Regions from separate parts of the Mus musculus genome. Here all the other regions are linked to region 4. Evidence: chromatin contacts called from public HiChIP or PLAC-seq and promoter capture Hi-C data. All regions are on one chromosome and are shown on one strand. Each heading gives the region's core, a stretch centred on a gene start, on an enhancer-like site or on the middle of the called end of the contact. The rest is flanking DNA. Distances are from core to core; before and after follow the strand shown.

The links. Promoter capture Hi-C pulls out the DNA fragments that hold promoters and counts their contacts. HiChIP or PLAC-seq counts read pairs in DNA pulled down with a chosen protein or histone mark.
Region 1: a contact with region 4 is called in an H3K27ac HiChIP or PLAC-seq map of trophoblast stem cells, with 6 times the contacts expected there. The contact joins the enhancer-like site here to the promoter of Capn2 in region 4. A contact is called at or near these places in 12 of 39 promoter capture datasets (the 3T3-L1 cell line, the C10 cell line, HPC-7-derived erythroid cells and 5 more), 6 of 484 Hi-C or Micro-C datasets (the AML12 cell line, B cells, the G1E-ER4 cell line and 2 more), 14 of 115 datasets of contacts at active chromatin or transcription factors (embryonic basal ganglia, embryonic fibroblasts, embryonic hindbrain and 9 more) and 1 of 9 other capture datasets (embryonic stem cells).
Region 2: a contact with region 4 is called in a promoter capture Hi-C map of embryonic stem cells, with 5 times the contacts expected there. The contact joins the enhancer-like site here to the promoter of Capn2 in region 4. A contact is called at or near these places in 22 of 39 promoter capture datasets (the 3T3-L1 cell line, 3T3-L1-derived adipocytes, the C10 cell line and 12 more) and 8 of 115 datasets of contacts at active chromatin or transcription factors (embryonic basal ganglia, embryonic forebrain, embryonic hindbrain and 4 more).
Region 3: a contact with region 4 is called in a promoter capture Hi-C map of embryonic stem cells, with 13 times the contacts expected there. The contact joins the enhancer-like site here to the promoter of Capn2 in region 4. A contact is called at or near these places in 2 of 39 promoter capture datasets (embryonic stem cells and hippocampal neurons), 2 of 484 Hi-C or Micro-C datasets (the AML12 cell line and bone marrow-derived macrophages) and 8 of 115 datasets of contacts at active chromatin or transcription factors (bone marrow-derived macrophages, double positive thymocytes, embryonic stem cells and 3 more).

The regions. Positions count from the first base shown.
Region 1 is chr1:181,880,309-181,883,008 of GRCm38.p6, reverse strand. Gm33669 (a long non-coding RNA gene) reads right to left here. Exons shown (of 4, transcript XR_865801.2): 2 at 2,029-2,373; 3 at 1,715-1,783. Among named protein-coding and RNA genes, the nearest start is that of Gm33669, 3.2 kb to the right of the region's middle. Within about 2 kb of position 1,313, at least 119 of the 459 cell types and tissues checked have an H3K27ac peak or open chromatin away from gene starts, as enhancers often do. A contact at or near this core is called in the G1E-ER4 cell line, pro-B cells and trophoblast stem cells, where this site is marked.
Region 2 is chr1:181,899,651-181,902,350 of GRCm38.p6, reverse strand. It overlaps Enah (ENAH actin regulator), which reads left to right. Exons shown (of 15, transcript NM_010135.3): 15 at 1-2,700. Among named protein-coding and RNA genes, the nearest start is that of Gm33669, 23 kb to the right of the region's middle. Within about 2 kb of position 1,325, at least 5 of the 459 cell types and tissues checked have an H3K27ac peak or open chromatin away from gene starts, as enhancers often do. A contact at or near this core is called in embryonic stem cells, where this site is marked.
Region 3 is chr1:181,859,528-181,862,227 of GRCm38.p6, reverse strand. No RefSeq gene overlaps it. Among named protein-coding and RNA genes, the nearest start is that of Gm33669, 18 kb to the left of the region's middle. Within about 2 kb of position 1,332, at least 164 of the 459 cell types and tissues checked have an H3K27ac peak or open chromatin away from gene starts, as enhancers often do. A contact at or near this core is called in bone marrow-derived macrophages, double positive thymocytes, embryonic stem cells and 1 more, where this site is marked.
Region 4 is chr1:182,516,311-182,519,010 of GRCm38.p6, reverse strand. Capn2 (calpain 2) reads left to right here and starts at 1,401. Exons shown (of 21, transcript NM_009794.4): 1 at 1,401-1,893. The coding sequence starts at 1,657.

The DNA.
Region 1 (2,700 bases), core at 64-2,563, 640 kb after region 4:
TCTGTGCAGGCAGCAGTGAAGTGGCAAGACTGTCTTGGGCAGCCTAAGCAGGAGCCACCTTAGAAACAGTGATTTCCCCAGGGCCTGGGACCAGGCTTCCCCACATTGACAGAGGACAATGGTAGAGATCTAGGCCAACCTGCTTCCTCAAGGCTGTGGTGAAGTTGAAATGAGAAAATAAAAAACCGATGTCGTGTAGATTTTGACATGCTCAGGACCACCTCTCCCTCCTCTCCCTCTCCTCCTCCTTTTCCTACGTTTTTGGTGGTTGTTTTGAGATAGACTCTCACTATGTAGCTCTGGCTGTCCTGCAACTTAGACTAGATTGGCCCAGAACTCACAGAGATCCACCTGCCTCTGCCTCCCCAGTGCTGGGATTAAAGGTGTGTGCCACCACCACGCTGGGTTTAGGATCTTCTTGTCAGAGCTGGGTGGGGCTTGGCATGGAGTGACACCTCCTGTCTTGGGGCTCTTCTGCCATGGGTCTGACAGGTGCTAAATGAGCATTCTACCGTGGAGCTATAGCCCATGGACTTACTGCCCTTTCCTGTCAGTCAAGAGGGTCTCTTGCAGGAGGAACAGCTGTCTAACGCTGAACTGGGAACACACAGCCAGCCATTGTTTCCCACATCAAGTTAAGCCTAACACCAGCTTGCACCTCCCTGAGGAGGACTGTGCATCACTGTTCCATCTCAGGGATCCCTCCCACCCAGAGTTTACCTAGGAACTCCTGAGCTCAGAGGTCCCGTCTCTGCCACATTGACCTCAGGCTATGCTCAAGAGTCCCTCACTGTTCTCCATCCCTGGGGATCTGTGTGCCTATACAAAGCCCAGGTCACTGCCCAGAGGGCAGTGTGCACTGCATTGCTGCCTCGGGAAGCAGGCTGTCCTTAAACTGCCCAGCAGAGAAAGCCTCTCCCTGCTGGGCCATGGGCAACCCCATGGATGGCTTTTACATCCTTAGAAAGGCTGTTCTTTCCTGCCTGGACACTGTCAAAGCACAAAGGATTCCTTCATCTTTTCATCCTTCCTGCTCCCCGCCCCCCAACTTGGCTGAGAAAGGCAAAGACATGCCTTACCCTCTGGGCTTGGGGAAGAGGCTACCACTCTCACTAAAGCTCTGGCCTCCAGCCAGATAACTGACCAGTGTCAAAGATGGTGCATGGGTCAGGAAAACGGTGTTTGCCTGATGATCGGTAGTCCAAAACCAGGTGGCGCTCTAGGCCCACCCTGGGACCTGCCAGAGCTTGCCACATCTTGTTTCCGGTCCCACTCAACCTCGCTAAATTGCGGCTCACTTCCCTCTCACTTGGGCTCCCAGGAGGAGTGCTGCCAAATACCCAGCTTACCCAGGGCTGGCTGACTGGGTGCAGTGCCAGGTGTATGTTGGTCTGTGCTTTCTTTCTCAAGTCAAAGCCAGTAGCCAGGGCCTCATGCCAACCCTGTGCAGACTGGCCTCTGCGGCATAGCGGTTCTTCCCGAATTTCCTTGCTGAAACGACACTTGGGATGACCCTAGTTGGCGCATCCTCTGGGCTCACCCTCCCCCACCAAGAAGCTGACCCACTTTTCTCTCTCCCCATCCATTGCTGCACTGAACGCTAGGCGCCTTCACCCAGAGAACAGGACCCCATCTAGGCCTCTAGTCTCTTACTCTGAGGATTTAGGACTTTCCTGCCAGAGTACGAGTTATGAGACAGAAATTTCCCGCCAACCTTGCGTCCTAAGAGAGTGTTGGAGTGAGGTCCGCCAGCTGGGCAGGGGTTCAAGTCCCTCTGGGGCCGCTGCATGAAACCTGGGTTAAGGAAGATCTGAAAAGGGCTTCCCAGAGGTAGGTCCCTCAGCCTAGAGGCCAGGCTTTCAGGCCCCACCCGCACCCCACCCCGACCCCTCTCACACCATCCTTACTCTGAAGCTCACCACATGGTGGCGCTGTAACAGAGCTACACCTATAGATGGTCCCGGGTTTCAGGCTTCATCCCATCTCCCACCAACTATCCCTTTGTCTCCGTTTACTTGGCTGAGGTACATGGTCCACAGTAGTCTGGTGGCTGGGAAGTTCTTTCACACAGTCCTCCAGGCAGTGGGGGCCCGGATGAGGGACGTAGATCGCATCCATTCCGGGCTTTGGAATACTCATTGCCTGGTCTGGGTGCTGAGACACTGCGACCTGCACTGGCTGTGGGTACAGGGTGCTGAGACACTGAGACCTGCACTGGCTGTGGGTACAGGGAGAGCACAGAGTAACCCCAGGTGCCTGCCAGAACTTACCAGGCCATCTGCTCCAGAGAGGGGGATGGGAGTATTTGGGAGGGGGGGCTAGTCTTTAGGGCAGGGCTTAAACTTTTTCTGTTCGCCACCCCTGTATGAGACCCTAGCAATATAGAGACAAAAAAAAAAAAAAAAAAAAAAGCAAACAATTACATTTACAAGTAATAACTCACAAAGAAATTTTAAAAGCGATTCTTAGACATACATATAATTATAGCATTTATTAAGGATGAAAGCAAGTTTGTATAGAGGTTTGTTATATTTACATAAGGAATATGACATTGGCTATATATTTCACACTGTAGAACATGGAATATCTCCAGTATTTTTCAGAGGCAATGTAAATTCAAAATAGCAGAAATATGTCTAGAGCCATTTCAGAAATTGTGGGGAATTCTGTCTTAGTCTCAGAGCCACAATTCACTTAATG
Region 2 (2,700 bases), core at 76-2,575, 620 kb after region 4:
CTGTGTCTGTGTGTCTCTGTGTGTGTGTGTGTGTGTGTGTGTGTGTGTGTGTGTGTGTGTGTGTGTGTGTGTGTGTGTGTCTTTCCCCCTTTATCAGACCTCGGCATCTCTCCCAAGCTCCTCCGTCCTCTTTGTGCTTCCTGTTCCTGGCATTAATTTGCATTTGCAACCACCTTGTGTTGCTCACTGTTGTGAAGACAGCCAGCTGATTTTTCTTTTGGTTCCAACTTACACTCCTGCTTTATCTACAAATTAAAGTCACTTAAATTCGAAAATGAATTAAGTAGCAAGTCCTAAGCTTTTCCATTTGCTTAGCTAAAATTACTGTCTCTTAACTTTTGCCCATCTTTGCAGTGAGGCTGTGAAGAATTCATGTTTGTACGATTCAGGGCTTGCCAGGCAGGGCTGCAGGAACTGTTTGATTTCTTGTCGCCATGAGAATTACTTAAGCCCTTTACCACGGTCTTTAATCCTATGGGCGTATCTGTAATCCAGCATCCTGGAGACAGAAACAGGAGGATTGTGGATCTGATGTCAGGCTGGGATGCATAGAGAAACCGTGTCTAAAACAAATCAGTAAAATCCTATGGGTCGTAAGCATAAAAACGCGGAGCATAAAGGAACTCAAGATGAACATAAAAAGCAGAGTGTAGGGGGGTGTCTGTCCCTTTATCACACTAGAAAGCCCACTTCCAAAGGCAGAATAGTTTTCACTTCCAGACTCAACCTGTTCTGGTGACGGCATTTTTGTTTTTAATACAATTGGTATCTGATCATCTCCCCAGAGCTCTGTGACTCTTTGGTGAGAGGCATTTACTGTTTTATAAGTTCAGTTCCTTTTTTTTTTTTTTTTTAATCAAAACTTGTTGTATTTTAAAGAATCTGACTAAACAGTTATTCTGGTCAGTACTTCATGTGAAGATCCTGGAGAACATGTACGTACAGGAATCGCTTTCAGTTAAGCATACGCCTGTTTGAGAAACTAAAATCGTCAATCTCTCAAGAGAAGCCATTTATTTATGCCAAATATTCTTGGGGTTGAGGGCGGGGATATGATATAGTCTTTCTATTCCCAACATCAAAATAGGCTCTGCACTAAATCTTGTTCCCTTATGTTTACCTTGGTGGCTTTTTGAAGTACCAAGCTTCTTTCTAAAGCCTCTTTGTGGGTGAATGTGAGAATGAGCATGTAGAAACCAGTGTTCAACCTTGGCACCCACCTGCTTTGAGACAGGGTCACAAATTCAGCTAGACCTGCTGGCAGTGAGCCTCAGGAGATCCTGTCTGCTGCTTGCTGCTGGGTTGCCTAGCTTGTACCACCACGCCCAGCTGCTCTGTTTTACATGGATTCTGGAATCTTAACTGATGACCTTGTGCTTGCAAGGGAGGCAGACACTCTTCCAATTCAGCTAGCTTTCTAGCCCTGCCCCCCCCCTTTTTTTTTTCTTTATATCTTAATGCTGGAACAATGAAAGATTCAAAATTTAAACATTAAGATTGATTAGTTGATTAGAAAAGAAAGTAAAATGGTACAGTAAAATTACCATTTACAGACAGGGGCCTTCTATCGGTACAATATTAATGAATACCTCACATAAGGAAGATGGGGCTTTAGGATAAATTTGAAAATTGTTGAAGTATGAACTATGTTAATTTGTAAAGCAACCGTCACTGAAGGGTAGAAAGTGACTTGGTTACTGTGACTTGATGTTAAAAAGAATTTTCTACAATCATTGGTTCTATTTGTTGAAATTGTAAAGATAGGGATTGTGTGAGGAGGAGAGGGTTTGGGAAAGGGCGTTTCCCTTCGGTTATAGATGCTCTGTTGTAGAACTCCCTGAGCACCTGTAGGTTTCCAGTGCTTGCTCATTAACATAGAGAATAACTGAAAACTGAAGCTTTGGTTAAGTGCTTGAACCAGAGATCAGTCACCACACCCTACCTAGTTTGAAGCTTACTGGGTATTCCAATAAAGAGCTTTTAGAAGTTTTTGGTGTGGAACCCCAGGATTCCTGGATAAAGGAGGCCCAGATAAGAGCGGAGAGGGAGGAGTACTTGACTCTCTTGAGTTAGGAAACTCAAGAGCATGGTGAACTCATCACTAAATCCAGCCTTTTCTAAACAAAAATTAAACAGAGTTAAAAGAATTTCACATTCTAATAAAAGTTAGAAATGTCCATGCACTTCATTGAAGAGCTATTTGTAAGTGACAGTCTCCATTTAGCCCGTAAATATGTCTCAGCTGCCCCCTTCTGAGTCCAGAAAGATGTCCTTAGCAGTAGAAACAGACTCCTTCAAAAGAAAATTACATGTCTAATACAGGCAGTGAGTGATGTTGCCGATAGATAGGGTGTTAGCCGGCGCTGGGTGTCGCAAAGGAAATAAAACCCCAGGGAAAGAAGTGTGCATCGAGTCTGGCTCTGGGATTCATCCCTGTTGTGGTGGGAATACACAGTGTGTATGAGGTCCCTAGTATTGAAAAAATCAAAATGCAGCTTTAATCATGAAGTAAGTAACACAGGAACCTTTTTCAAGTTTGATACCTAAGGAAAAAAAAATGTTTGAAATTCAATATTCTCTAGTCAATTCTGTCTACCCAGCCTTCCTATAAAGTTTTGGTTTGTTTTTGTTTTGTTGTTTTTAAGATTTTAAACTTCTTTTAGTAGAGACATAGAAGATTGTCATTCCATGGCCAAGTTT
Region 3 (2,700 bases), core at 83-2,582, 660 kb after region 4:
ATGCTGGGAGAGGGGAAAGCGACCAACCCAAGTGGTCACCTTTCATGACAGTATTGAAGTTTACGCAGAGCTGGTGGTGGGCAGGACTATGCCTTACTGATGACTTAGGCAGAACCTTGCCTTCTTTTTAAGCAGGACCCCAAGATGGACATGGGAGAGGGAGTCCATCTTTGTCCTTCTCAACGTGGTCACATCTCTTTTTTTCTACATTTTACTGTGAGTCTGGCTCTTTTAGTTGTCTTATGGAGAGAGGCTAGCTGAACCTGTTTTGTTGGTACACAAGCTGTGAACCCCAAATTGGGTAACACTACTGATGGGTGCTGTTTTTCAGTCAAGGTAAACCCCTGGGGGGAGGGGCTGCTTTGTTTTTGTTTGTTTGTTTTTTCTTCTGTTTTTTTTTGAGACAGGGTTTTTCTGTGTATCCCTGGATGCCCTGCACTCTCTCTCTGTAGACCAGGCTGGCCTCCTGCCTCCGCCTCCCAAGTACTGGCATGTGCTACCACACCCATCTTAAAGCTGCTTATCTTTAAGAATAAGGCACCCTAACTAGAGTTGGGGACATAGCTGTGTTGGTAGAGTCTGTATCTTGCAATCACAGAACCTGGGCTCAGATCATCAGCAGAGAATAAACCAAGTATGATCAGTCACACCTGTAATCTCAACCCTCTGAGGTGGAGGCAGGAGGATTGGAAATCCAAGGTCATTCAAGGTTGGCCTAGACTATGTGAGACCCTGGGGGGGGGGGGTAACCAAGTGTCATTTGTTTTGTTGTTCTTTGTAGTTTTGGTTTTTCTTTTTTGTTGTGGTTTGTTTTTGAGACAGGATTTCAAGTTGTAGGCAGGTTGGTCCCAAACTCACAGCAATCCTCTTGAGGCAGCCTCTCAAGTGCTGGGATCAGGCCTGGCTGATCAAATTACATTGTTGCAAATATTCTCTGACTGTTCCTGTTTTGTTTTGGTTTGTTTTGTTTTTGTTTTTTTTTCGAGACAGGGTTTCTCTGTATAGCCCTGGCTGTCCTGGAACTCACTCTGTAGACCAGGCTGGCCTCAAACTCAGAAATCCACCTGCCTCTGCCTCCCGAGTGCTGGGATTAAAGGCGTGCACCACCACGCCCGGCTGACTGTTCCGTTTTAAGGACCGAGTTATGTTTGGGGGAAATTTCCTGAAATTTAATGGTTTTTCCAGCTATCAGGGCCTGGACAGTTCCTATGGAGGATGGAGGGCCTCCCCTCCACCAGTCAGGGCTCTATCTGCCCTTAACTTTACACATCAGGCTCTGTAAGAGCAGCTTCCTGATGCTCGTATTGCAACACAAACCAAACCGCAGAGGTTATGACTTCTGTTTCTTCTCTCAAGAACCACCATGTGGAGCAAGCCCCACCCACTTCCTGCTCCCGTGCTGGGCAGCAACTGCCACTTGCTTCAGGATGTGAGGTCAAACTCAGGTCCAAACAATACTAAGGCCACACCCCAGCCCTGCTTTCTGCCAAACAACCCAGCGTTACAAGGAATGGCTGTAAGGAGAGGCAGGCTAGCTGGGTTCACACCTTCTAGAGCCGTGCTTCTCAACCTTTGTAATGCTGTGACCCTATAATACTCTTCCTCATGTCGTAGTGACCCCCAACCATACAAGTGTGTGTGTGTGTGTGTGTGTGTGTGTGTGTGTGTGTGTGTGTACGCACACCAGAAAAGGGAATCAGATTCCTTTACAGATGGTTGTGAGCCACCATGTGGTTGCTGGTAATTGAACTCAGGACTTTCAGAAGAGCAGTCAGTGTTAACTGCTGAGCCATCTTGTCAGCCCCACAAAACCATTTTTGTTGCTACTTCATAACTGTAACTTTGCTACTGCTATGAATCGTAATTGAATTCCTTTCTCTCTTCCTCAGTGATGCAGTATAGGCTAGATTAGACCAGATTAAAAGTAGATAAAGGCAGGTTTATTAGGAGGCAGCTCTCAGGAGGATTCACTGACTTCACAGAAGGGCAATGGAGTCACGCATCCCGTATAAAGCAAGGGGGTTTTATAGAACTTAGGTAAGGAGTGATGGCCTGTCAGTTAGGGGCTGGGATTATGCCTATATATGATCAAAAACTGAGCCCTTGGGTGGGCACTCTTGGGTGGGTTGTCTGAACACTGCGATGAGGAGTAATGACCTGTTACCCTGGAGTTTTCTTCTAGCAGGAGGAAAGGGGTGTTCAATGTGTGGGCTGGGTTGATGGATGAAGAGCTTGTGCAGGGCGGAGCAGGGGTCCCAGGCAAAAAGTACGTAAATCTGTGTTTTCCAGGGTTCTTAGGTAACCCTTGTACAAGGATCATTCGAGCCCTCCCACCAGGGAGTCACAACCCACAGGTTGAGAGCCTCTGTGTTAGACCTTTGAAATGGGTTCATCAGCCCTAGTGTTGGAGCATAAGCCTCGGGTGTGATCCCTGTGTGATCCTTGGGTGTGATCACACACACACACACACACACTGACACACACATGCACATACACATATATACATACACATATACACTGACACATGCACACACATACACTCTGATACACACACACATACACACACAAGAAACAGACAGACAAATGTGATGCAATCTATATTTATGCATGACAATGTCAATTTGTCATCTGAAGTGGAAACTTAAGGGTTCTTTGGAAAGTCAGTTGTTGTTGTTGTTATTATTATTATCTATTATAAAT
Region 4 (2,700 bases), core at 152-2,651:
AAGACATGGGCTACCATGCTCGACAGCCAGCATTTGTTTGCAGCATGGTGGTTTCTAAGCTTCATGGCTCTTTTCCGGAAGCTGTTCATTTTTTCCCACCATCTGATTTCCTTTGGCCCCACCCTGATTTTTTCTGGGCTCAGGATTCAAAAGGGAAGTGGGGGAAGATCCCAGACACCTGCCATGCCCAGGAGAGAATAGTGAGGTAGCAGTATCAACAGACAAGCCCTGGCTTTGCCACAGGGAGACAGACACTTTGATTCTTCCAGGAACAGTCATTTGCATATCACTGATATTTCAAGTTGCTACAATTTCCTGCAACTGACAGAGTTACAAACTATCTCAGAAACCATCAATGCTGAACCAAGATGAGGTTCAAACCAGGGTTTCTCAGCCTGGCACAGAGATCTTTCAGACTGCACTTTTCTTCCTGTTCTCTCTGTAGAGGGATGCCCTCCGCCCGACCATCCTTTAGTAGCACCTGGCTTCCACCCAGTAGAGGCCAGGAGCCTCCTTTGTCCCAGTTGTGACAATATGAGGAAAGTCTGCAGTTAGGGTCAAAAACCTTTAGGGTCACATTGGTGCGTGCGGGTTGCTTCCAGTTGAGAACCCGTGCTTTAAACCATTCATAGCACAAGCCCGCCCAGTTCTGTGTGTGTGAGTGGCAGCGAAAACTTTCATTGGACAGAGCGGTGGTACAGGCCACCAACAGGGGCTCTGTTCTAAATGGTGTCCCAGCAGCAACTCAATAAATCATCCCAGGTAAATCTGAGTTTTAGATAAGCATCACATTATTATTCTAACACAGGTTTGCCTCGGGTGATATTTGAGGGCTACGTATGCTAAAACCACACAATCCCCCAGCCCCTTTTCTTGAAATTTAGATTTAACAAGCATGGATTGTTTTGTTTTGTTTTTTTGTTTTTTTGTTTTTTGTTTTTGTCAAATTGTACAGCCCTACTTATGCACAAATAAGTAACTGCAGAGGCCCTGGGACCCTAAAATTCCTGTCTTGCTTTAATTTGTAGGGGTTACATCTTTGAACTTCTTTGGAGCTCAGTTTCTCATCTGTAAGATGGACACACCAGTAGCCATTTCTCACAAATTTGGGGGTGGTAGGTAACATGTGTGCCCAGAGCCTGCAGAGCTCTCTTTCGATCCTGAGCCCAATGAGTGGCAACTGGCTTAGTCGCCGCGCTCCCTCCCTCATCCGCTCCTGACTCATCCGATGTTTTCTGGACAGTCATTGCTGAGTTTCGCCCAGCCTTACTCCCCAATGGCTGGGGTTTGACAACTTCGCTCCCCAACTTGCGATTGTCGTCCCCCCAACACCCCCCGCTCGCCCTCCCCACCGGGCCGCGCCATCCCGAGAGCCGTCCGAAGGTGGCAGCATCGGCCCCGTAGTCCTCACGGTCGGGCTGGCACTGTGCAGGTCGCCGGCGAGCCGCGTCCGGAGCCCGGCGCCGAGCAGGCCTGGGGAGGCGGAGGCCACACCCCGCGCACGGCCCAGGCGCTTCCCGCCGGTGAATCATCCCCGCAGCAGCGGCTCCCGCAGTCCGCTGCAGCGCCCCGGGCCCGGCCGCGCCCCAGCCGAGTGCCGTGCCCCGCCTCTCCGCGACCCCTTTCTCCGTGCAGTGCGCCAACCGGATCGCTACCATGGCGGGCATCGCGATAAAGCTGGCCAAGGACCGCGAAGCGGCCGAGGGGCTGGGGTCGCATGAGAGAGCCATCAAGTACCTCAACCAGGACTACGAGACGCTGCGGAACGAGTGCCTGGAGGCCGGGGCGCTCTTCCAGGATCCTTCCTTCCCCGCCCTGCCGTCATCCTTGGGCTATAAGGAGTTGGGGCCCTACTCCAGCAAAACTCGGGGCATCGAATGGAAGCGGCCCACGGTAGGAAGCGCGAGGGGAACAGGCAGGGCCGGCAGGGCCTGGAAGGGCACTCGGGGTTCCGGGAGGCTGCAAGTCCCTGGCTCCCCGGCTCGGTAGTCCCTGCTTAGTAGTGCTCCGCGATTGCTGCTAAGGGGACTCCCTATGCAGACTGAGGCCCAGCCAGTGGACCTGCCCCAAGCTGCGCGCAGAGCGCTTCGCAGGACAGGACCCCAAATCCCATTAGTGGACACGCCCTGGAGGCTGCCTTCGGCTTCACAAAGCCGCAGGGACACAGGGCCGCTGGGGTGAAACTTTTACTGGACTCTAGTGGTGATCTGAGTGAGGGTGGAGACACTGCTCGGCAGTAGGGGTGGGGGTGGGGATATCAGAGTAGGATAGAAGACTCGGGACTGCTGGGTGGGTGGGGGCAAGGGGTGGGCACAGCCTGGCTCTGGCTGACAAAGGTGGTCACAAGTACATGTGGCACTTGTAAATGCAAGTACATGTATTTATCCAGCGTGGGTTTTGTCTGGCTCTCAAAGTGCAGTTAGAGGACTCTTTAACTTAAAGAACTGAAGGGTAGCTTAAAGAATCGATGGGCTCCAATGATTCTGTTACTCATTATTTTGCTGACCTAGAGTCCTCACCCGGAAACCTCTGCTCAACTCCTAGATACTCCTGTCCTAACCCTCAGAGTCTCTGCCCTTAAGCCCTTCCCGTTCCCTTGTGGTTTCAATCGCCAGTGGATGCCCATGGGACCCTCACTTGACTTTTCCCAGGAACTGAGAGGAAGTCTAAACTTCTAGATTCCTGTTAGGACAATGGACA